Linked DNA regions of Sus scrofa: region 2 is linked to region 1. Evidence: chromatin contacts called from public Hi-C data. All regions are on one chromosome and are shown on one strand. The core of a region is the stretch at or near the end of the contact, and the rest is flanking DNA. Distances in the headings are between cores, read along the strand shown. Region 1 has its middle 11 kb from the start of ANKRD1. Region 2 has its middle 68 kb from the start of PPP1R3C.

Region 1 (4,856 bases), core at 421-2,920:
ATGAACCCAACTAGTATCCATGAGGACACAGGTTCATTCCTGGCCTCACTCGGTGGGTTAAGGATCCAGTGTTGCCATGAGCTGTGGTGTAGGTTGAAGACGTGGCTCAGATCCAAAGTTGCTGTGGCTGTGGTGTAGGCTGGCAGCTGTAGCTCCGATTCGACCCCTAGCCTGGGTACATCCATATGCTGTGGGTGCGGCCCTAAAAAAAAAAGGAGAAACCCAGCAGACACCACCTTCATAAGTAATCCAACATATCAAGAGAACTGTTAGAGACCAGCTAACAGCATTTTTTAAAACTTTCCAGCTGATTCCAGCTTCCATCCAGAATTGGGAATACCATCCCAGGGTTTAGGTTTACACGAATATGTATTTATATGTACATATGCATTCCTAAAGTTGTGGTAAACAAATAAGCAAGCCATCCTTATGATTGGTCTCAGAATTTTGAGTGTTAAAGGCTCTGCCTTTACTAAGACTATGGGAAAAATAGATCAGATATATAATTCATTCACTCAACAAAGGTTTACCCAGTCTGTTTCTAAGGGCCCACCTGACAGGACACAGTTCCTGGACTGCTGCAGAAAGTAGCCTCACTTATGTAATATTCTTACCAGAAATGTTTAACCTGAATCCAATCATGAGGCAACATTCAGACAAATCTACAATGTCAGACAGTCAACAAGACCACTAGCTTGGGCTCTTCAAAAATGTCAGTGACTTAACCAAACAGAAAAAGAAGTGGGGGATTGTTCTAGATTAAAAGCAGATAGAACAATCCAACAAAATGTGAGAACTTTGGCTGGATCCTGTAATTTAAAGAACAAAAGCCATAAAATACATTCTAGGACCAATTAAAGAAATCTGAATATGGGCTGTATTTTAGACACTATATTTAACTTAAAGATAGTTTTCTTTTTTTTGGCTTTTGTCTCTTTAGGGCTGCATCCACAGCTTATGGATGTTCCCAGGCTAGGGGTCGAATCAGAGCTGCAGCCACCGGCTACGCCACAGCCACAGCAACGCCAGATCCGAGCCACGTCTTCAACTCACACCACAGGTCATGGCAACGCCAGATCCCTAATCCACTGAGTGAGGCCAGGGATAGAAACCACATCCTCATGGATGCTAGTCGGGTTCTCTAACCACTGAGCCACAACGGGAACTCCCAAAGATGGCTTTCTTATGCATAATAATGATTTTGAGGTAATGGAGGAGGATGTCCTTATTCTTAGTGGATACATTCTGAATTATTTAGGGGTGAGATGTCATGATACCTGCTTTTGAATGGTTCAGCAAAAAATGTTTGTTTGTGTGGGGGAGGGTACAAAGAGCACAGCTGTAAAATATTGACAGTAGGCTCTAGGTGAAGAGTATGCAGGTGCTCATTGTACTATTTCAGTCTTTCTACCCCTTTCAAAACTTAAGTAAATTAATAAAACCTCTTAGTAAAATAGGAACCATAAGACATAAGCTCCATGAAGCAAAGGATATTTGTCTGGTGTACCCCAAGCTCTTACAGCAGCCCCTGGCACACAGTAGACACTTAATAAACACTATTTAATGAAGAACAAACCAAAACAAAAACGGTGGCCCCAGCTTGGGGTCAGAGGGTGGGGTGGAAGCCAGAGGGCAGCATGTCTGCCGGGTGGCATCCTCCTGTGGGCGTGGCTCTGAGCTCCCTGAGGAGCTCCCGCACTGGCCGTTCCTGCCACCAGCTGGGCAGAAGGGTGGGGGAAAGGAGTCATTCAGCCAGACCTGCTTTCTTACCACGCTCCACGGTCCAACTGGAGATGGCAAGGAGATATTTCCAAATGAGAGTATTAAGAGATAGGTACCCATCAGCACACACGGGTACAGCCACCCCATGGACTCAGGGGAAAACTGGAATATTTGTCAAACCTCCTGGATCAAAAGCTCCAATTAGACCCTAGGACAAATGGGGAAATCCAAAGTCTTACATTAATACAACAGCTGATTTCTTTTTTTCATTTTATCTCCTGTAGGCTGCCCAAACAATACGGGGGCTGGGGGTGGGGAGGGGTGTGTTGTTTTGTTTGTTTTTCTTCCTCACTTGCAGCATGCAAAAGTTTCCAGTCCAGGGATGGAACCTAAGCCACAGCAGTGACAATGCTGTGTCCTTAACTGCTAAGCCACTAGGTAGGGAACTCTCTGTTTTTAAAAAAATGAGTTTTCTAAGATTCTAGCAGTTGATGGCTTGCCACTTCATTTCCAAATTCTGAGGCTAGGGAAATGTATGTATTAAGAAATGATGAAATATGAAATCAAACAACTCCCTGGAGGAGTTGGTGGTAAGGGACTTGGATGTGTGATGTTGATTCTGCAGAAGGCCAGCCAGCTAAAAGTGTCCTTCTATTATCCTTTCTTTCTTTTTTGGGGGAAGGGGGGTTTTAGGGCTGCACCCATGGCATACGTAAGTTCCCAGGCTAAGGGTTGAATCTACAGCCACCAGCCTATGTCACAGCCACAGCAATGCCAGATCTGAGCCACATCTCTGACCTACACCATAGCTCACAGCAATGCTGGATCCTTAACCCACTGAGCAAGGCTAGGAATCAAACCCGCATCCTCATGGATCCTAGTCAGGTTCAGATTCATTAACCACTGAGCCACAAAGAGAACTCCCTTCATTAACCGCTGAGCCTCGAAGGGAACTATCCTCTTTTTCTGTTTCTCCTTCTCTTCTTTCTTCTATCTTTTTGTCACCTTTCTTTCCTCCCTTCCTCCCTCCCCTCCTTTCCTTCTTTTCTTCCTTCCTCCTTTCCCCTTTCTGTCTTTATTTTCCCTTTCTCTTAAAAAATCACCTGCAGCTCAGGCTGACCCCAGCCTCCACCTCCCGCACCTCCTGTCAGTGGGGCCATGTCCCTCCTAACAGTAACTGTTGGAGAAAGAGCTTCAGACCCTTTTAACTCAGAAAATCCCACCAGGCCTGTCATCTCTTTCCTGTGTAGACCTGCAAGGGAGGTGCTCTTACCTCCCTGCTTAGAAGGCGGCTGGCAATGCTTTCTGAACTGGATTCACATGAGAAAGGGAAGAGCCTGTTTGGAAGAACAGCCCCGTTAGCTGCCAACACAAGCAGATCTTTTAGAGAGAGGAGGGAGATTGTAACCCCTCCAAGATCTTTGCTCCCCTTCAGAGCCCAGGCGCTCAGGTTTCACAAAGGAATTTATAGAGCCGACTGACGCCTCTGGGCTTGGAATGGGCTCAGAACTGAGAGGAGAGCGTGAAGAGGGACAGGCACCCCTCTCTGCTTTGTGTGGGCTGGGATTGTTTACCAGGGCATGCAAACGTCCTGTCACTGAAAAGGAATGTTTGGCAAGGAAATGACCTCTGGAGGCTCAACCCGGTGGCTCCCTGGGGAGTCAGTTTGGGTGAGTAACAGGATCAGAACCACCGACCTGGACCAAGTCCCCTGGGCCTGGCAGAGGAGGGGGCTGGGATCCCAGGAGCTTTGTGATGTTTAAAGCACCTCCTGCCTTCAAAGGACAGCTGTCCCCTTGGCAAATTAAGTTTTGCAAAAGAAGGAAAAGAAAAAAACATTGAGAGGTGAGAAATCATATTGAAAAATGAAAAATATATCCTGCTGCGCCACTTAGCTCAGAGCTGGTGTCCCAGGTCCTTTCACAACCATGTTTAGGGGACCGAGATGGTGTTGCTCTGGTTGCTGACATTTACACTTGGGTGAAATGAAGAGAGATGATGTCCTTCCTTATTTGGTGGCTCTGGAAGCCACATTCCCTCCTCATCTCTCTTCCCATAAGACCCTGGCCCTGGTCAACTGAAGCCCAAGCTGTTCGGCAGCCCCCACCCTTGGCACTTCCTTATCTCAGCGTCTTCACTGTGGAATTCCCAGGCCCACCCCAGTGCTCCGGATGTGCTTCAATCCATGGCCTGCCACTTGGCTCCTCTTGTGATGACAAGCAGATAACATAGCTCACATACCTTCTCCTTTTCCTGCATACCAGCCGGACTCCAGCTCCGAAAAGGAAGCACACCACAAACCGAGAAAGATGGAGTTTTTATTTTTATATGGACATCGTTCAGACTCAGCAGTAAACATAGAATTGTGGAAAGTGTTGCTCAGTTAATCTCCTCCGTCACCCCGGGATTTTTTTACAGATGAGGAAATTAGTAGGTACAGAGGTTAATTGAATATCTACAGTCACATAACAAATGTGTGTGCATGTGTGCGTGTTGGGGGTGAGGGGCAAATTCAAACCCAAAGCTGACTCCAAAGCACTTTTATTGTAGTTAAATCCCATCACAGCTAAGCATGACTACAATGGTAATCACTCTCAAGAAGATTTACCAAGTTTGGACATCATTAACTTCAAGACAAGTATTCTTTCTTCAAGGCATGCTATCAAAAGCAGCACTTTCATTATTCATCAACATTACCATGGTAACAACTACAACTCAACTGCAATTTACAGAGACTCCGTATCTGAGAAACAACAAGAAAGCAGAGAAAATGTTTGCCAAGTACATCAGTAAATGAATAGGTGTAAACATGAAATAAACTGGCAGGAATATGTCCCAATCAATAAATATGAATGAGTTAAACGCCTCTTAAAACACAGATGCTCTTACATGGGGTAAAAGAATACAAACCAAACTAGCTGCTGTTTGTAAGAAACATGCTTATACCAGGATGACATTGAGAGGATGAAAATTAAAGGAATAGACAAAGAGATACATGTTAATGCTACCAAAATATGCAGAAGGGGCAATATTAGTACCAAACAAAATAAATTCAGAGCAAAAAGCACTAAATGGGACAAGAAGGTATGAAAAACACCATCCAAGAAGAGTTTCTACCAATAATTAATATTTAT
Region 2 (4,776 bases), core at 244-2,743, 590 kb after region 1:
TGTGAAAACGTTCCAACAACACAAAAGATTAAATTTAGTAAGTGGAAAATTTTCCAAACCTCTATTCCAACCTCCCAATAACCATGATTAAGTTTGGCAACACATTTTTTTTTTCATACCAGGGTTTTCAAACTTACACTATCGGCATTTAGGGCCAAGTAATTCTTTGTAGGAGGATCAGCAGCACATCTGGCCTTTTACCCAGGAGATGCCAGTAGCATCCCCTCAGTTGCAATGACCAGAAATCTCTCTGGCCGTCACCAAATATCAGAGGGTGAGGGAAAGCAAAAATCACCCCTGGTTGAGAACTACCTGTTGTATGCATGAGAGAAAGGAAGAGAAAACAAGCAAGAGAACAGGGATAATGATGGGTAAACATAGGTTTAGACAACTATAAACAAATGGTAGAACATAAACTACAGTTCCTGACTCCCGATCTTCCATGGCCCTTGTCTGCACATTTGTTCTTTCCTGCATTCACCAAATATTTGAGTGCTATGTTCTAGGAACTGTGCTCAGATACTAAACCATAACTAAAATTTCCACTGTAACCCCCTTCTTCACATTTTTACCCCCAAAATGAGGGGGAGTGGGAGCGAGTCACACCTAGATTGAAACCGTCACACCTCTCTCTCCCACCAGCACTGAGCAGCCCCCTCCCTGACTCCTGCTCACACACCTACATCTGAGTGGCTGCCACATCAGGCTGGGGAGTTGAGGAAGGGGGGCAGCAAAGGGGAGAGAAAAAGGAAAAGGTGTTGCCTGCAGCCTTGGCCTTCCTGGGGATGGATGCCTGGAGTAAATGCCTTCTAGAAAGACTGGGGCTCTGGGTCCTCCCAAGCCCACCGCACCCAGGTGCAGAAGGGCCTGCAAGAAATCCCTGAGCACTTTGTGAGGCTCCAGCTCCCAGAGGTACTTCATCCCAGTCTTGCTCAATTGGTCTCAGCCTTAGCTGTTTACCTGGGCTGGTCTCCGAGCAGAATCTGTGGCCGCCAGCAAATCAGATAACCGGCACAGCCTCTGGATATTGACTAATTCAAAGATTGCAACTGAGCAAACAGGAGCATGTTAATTTTTAATCTCACTGTGTTGATGGGGGATCAGGCTTGGTCCCTGTCCTATAATCGCTAGTTACTTCATCGGAAGAAGCACACAACCCTTGCCCCATCATAAAAGTCCACACGTCTGGCCTTCTTGGCCCTCGCTGGGTTTTTTAAAGGAGCTCCCACATGGATTTGACTTTAGTCAACAGAGAAGGAAGGAACTTGTGAGTTGGGGAACCTGGATCACCAGTGAGACCCCAGATGAGCCACCTCTAAGGATTAAAGAGGAATTCCCAGTGGAATCAATCCCCTTTGAGGCGTGGGCTTTTGGATGGGGACAGGGCCTTTCCTCTAACAAGAGAGATGTGACCGAGAAAGCACTTCTTCCCAAGGCCCCCAGTTCAGGAGAAGTCGCCGGCTGCCACAGCCACGCCCGGCTCCCTGGAGGCGGCTTATCAGCAGTGACTTCCCCAGAGCACAGGATGCTTCACCACAGGGGCTTTGCACTTTGCACGTCCCTGAGTTCACGTCGTCGTCGTCGTGCCACCCGTGGGAGGTGATTGCCAGCACCCCACAGTGTGGAAAAGGAAACTGAGGGTAGCCGTCCTGCCCAGGATGGCGCAGCTCATGTCCCCACGGAATACGGTCGCTCAGTGCACAGACCTGCCCCAGGTTTTCCTCTTCTTTTTCTTCTTTTGCATTTTGGGACCAAGGTGGCTCTGGTTTGAAAACCATGCTGAATTTTAATGTCACTCAAGAAAAGACACAGAAGCAATTTTTCTTATCTGAGATGGAGCAGATTCTTCGATCTTATGCCATTTGTCTACCCTGTCACTAACGGCAGAGAAAACATTCTAACACTGTCCTTTATGGCCTCAAGCCATTTCTCTGGGGCTGTGGCACTTTTAAAAAAAAATGTGATCAGGGCCTGAGTGAAATTGAATGCTAGTCCAAGACTCACTGAGCAGGGATTCAGTCATTTGGTTGTTGTAAATAATTCACTCCAGAAAAACAACTGGTTGACTACGTGTATATGTGTCGCTCTCTCTCTCTCACCAACTTCAGTTTCATTCATAGATGTGGGCGAGTGACGGAAAAGGAAGGGAAACTTGGTTTGATGTTCAGATACATGAACCACATTCTACAAGCCCCACAGGATCCGAGAACTGGAGGGAAACAAGAGCATCATTGGTAGAGGAAGTTGGGGCTGGTAACCTTTTTTGGGGGTAGGTGGGGCTACTTCTGAGGTTCCTTATGCTTCTTGGTCACCAGAGACCTAACTCTTGGTGTGTCTGGAGAAGGAAAGGGTGAGTTTTGGGATGCTGTCGCCTGCTTGCTTCGCACCTCCATCCACCTGGGGCAGCATCTCTGCGAACATCAGCCTGTGGGACCAGGACTCCCCTCTGGTCACACACGTTTGGGAGATGCTGCCCGTTTTCTCCTACTCTTGGGTCGTTACGACTCACCTCCACATACTGCCTGGAGAACTCCTGGAATCCAGAAAGCCTTATTCACTGTAAAGCCAAGCCCCCATTTATTTTATGATGGTATCAGATAGGATACAGCTGCAAGTGACAGAAACGATGCCTCAAAACTGGGATAAGGCTCGTGATACTTCACAAGACAGACACGTAGCCTCCAGAGCCCACCCTACCTCTCTACCCCAGGTTTTCTACACTGGCAACTCCAGTGTCAGCTTTCTCTTCAGGCCATCGTGAAATGGCAGTTCCAGGCATCCCATTGAGGCCTGATACGAGGCAGAAAGAGACCATTTCTGCAGGAGAAGACATTTTTCCACAAGGCCCCTGGCATCTATTCAGGTCTCCCTGGCCAGAATCAGGTCACATGTCCACACCTGAATCGACCACTGGCAAAAGGAAAGATCTTTCCCTCTGCCCAGTCTCCCTCAGGCTGGAGGTGGGTCAGTTTCCCTGCAGCAGGTGGCTGCATGAAGATGGCATTTGTTTCTGAACAAAACCGGAACTCTTAGTAAAGCAGGAGAAAAGGGTGGGCAGCCCACGGCAGCTTCTTCAAGTGCAGACCCCCTTTCTTTCATACCCAACACCTGTGACAGTTCATTTCCTGTGTCCCCTGGCTGCGCCACGGGGGGCCCAGACATTTGGCATTTGGCCAAACATTACTCTGGGTGTGTCCGGAGGATGTTTCCGGGTGAGAGTAACGTCTGAGTTGGTAGTCTGAGTAAGCAGCTGCGTTCGCCAGTGTGGGTGAGCTCGTCCAATCAACTGAAGCCCTGAATGGGATGACAAGGCCACGTGAAAGTGATCCCCTCCTGCCCGGCTGGTGAGCTGAGTCGTGGGACTTTGCTGGCTTCACACAGAAACACCATTTCTTCTTGAGTCCCAGGCCTGCTGGCTTTCCGACTGGATCATTTACTATTGGCTCTCCTGGGATTTCTCAGCCACCCATTCCTTACAATCTCTTTATTCACACATATTTACTATTGGTTCTTTTTTCTGTGGAGAATCCTGACTTAATGTCTTAATGACTTAATCCACCTTAATGTCCCTTAGGACTTGGCCTCCTTCGTAGACTTTGGAAAATGCTGGAAAGCTTTCCTGGAGTTCCAGTTCTCCCATACAGCACTCAAAGCCCATGGTGGTGTGGGTCCATTCTGTTTTTTAGTCTCTGTGCTAGTCTCTTCTCTAGCAAACAAATGCTCTTTCAGCCTCTTATGCTGTTGCATGTGCTCGTCCCTCTGCTTGTTGCCCCTTTCCATCTTTCAAGCGCCTACTCAGCCTGCAGGTTCCAACATCACATCCCTATGAATCCTTCAATGAGCCCCAACCTCTGACCCCACAGTCAGACTAGGTCCTGGCTCTGCCACTTACTGATGGTGGAAACGTGGGCAAGTTACTTAACCTGTTTGTTTCAGTTCCCTTTCCAGAAAATGGGGGATGGAATGAGTAGCTCCCTCACAGCTCTGTTTTGAGGACTAAATGAACCAATACCTGCAAGCACTGTGAAGAGTTCCAGGCATGTGGTAAGTGCTCAATAGAGGTTAGGGATCATTCTGAGTCCCTAATTGTCATTCTGGAACCATACTTGTTCATCCTCCATGAAAGGACATGCCATAGAGTAATGATTTGTTTGCATACCTATCACTCCAGTGACGTCCTGAGCCCTTCAAAGATAAGGGCCCCAAGTCATTCCTCTTTGAGACTAGAGAGGACATGTGGTACGTGATGAGTGCTCAGAAAATTCTTGGTGAATCAGTGGCTGAATGGTCATTGGACCTGAGGAACTGAAATTCCAACTAAGTGCAGTGAGTTGCATCACATCCTGTTGACAGGAAGTGCTAGAACTTGGAATCTGAGTCTCTGACTTCAGAAATCAAGAGCTCTGCATGACACCTAGATATTGCTTCCCACCATATGATGGCATTCCGATATTGAATTCAATAACATTTATTGAATACCTATGTGCCAGGGGCTCTATTGGGGATTCATGATGCAGAAGACACAACCCCTACCCTGAAGGCAGCAAAGAGTCTTCCCCTGGACCAAAGCCTCTCCTGGCCCCGCTGCCTCCCAGCTTATGCCCCCCAACACCCATCCCTCAGGGCACCACCAGAATGACTTCTTGGCCTTAGTGCTCCAAAAGCCATGGCCTCTTAGGAATAACCTGCACATTCCTGCCCTGCCCTGTGGTAACCCATCCAGAATCTAACTTCATTTCCCTACACAGGCTCATATCTGACCACTGGCCAACTCAG

The links. A called contact is a pair of places that touch in the nucleus more often than the background predicts.
Region 2: a Hi-C map of liver shows a contact between it and region 1, with 8 times the contacts expected there. The contact joins two enhancer-like sites. A contact is called at or near these places in 1 of 47 Hi-C or Micro-C datasets (liver) and 1 of 2 datasets of contacts at active chromatin or transcription factors (skeletal muscle).

What each region holds. Positions count from the first base shown.
Region 1 is chr14:102,621,106-102,625,961 of Sscrofa11.1, forward strand. No RefSeq gene overlaps it. Among named protein-coding and RNA genes, the nearest start is that of ANKRD1, 11 kb to the left of the region's middle. Within about 2 kb of position 1,671, at least 8 of the 83 cell types and tissues checked have an H3K27ac peak or open chromatin away from gene starts, as enhancers often do. A contact at or near this core is called in liver, where this site is marked.
Region 2 is chr14:103,208,413-103,213,188 of Sscrofa11.1, forward strand. No RefSeq gene overlaps it. Among named protein-coding and RNA genes, the nearest start is that of PPP1R3C, 68 kb to the right of the region's middle. Within about 2 kb of position 1,494, at least 15 of the 83 cell types and tissues checked have an H3K27ac peak or open chromatin away from gene starts, as enhancers often do. A contact at or near this core is called in liver, where this site is marked.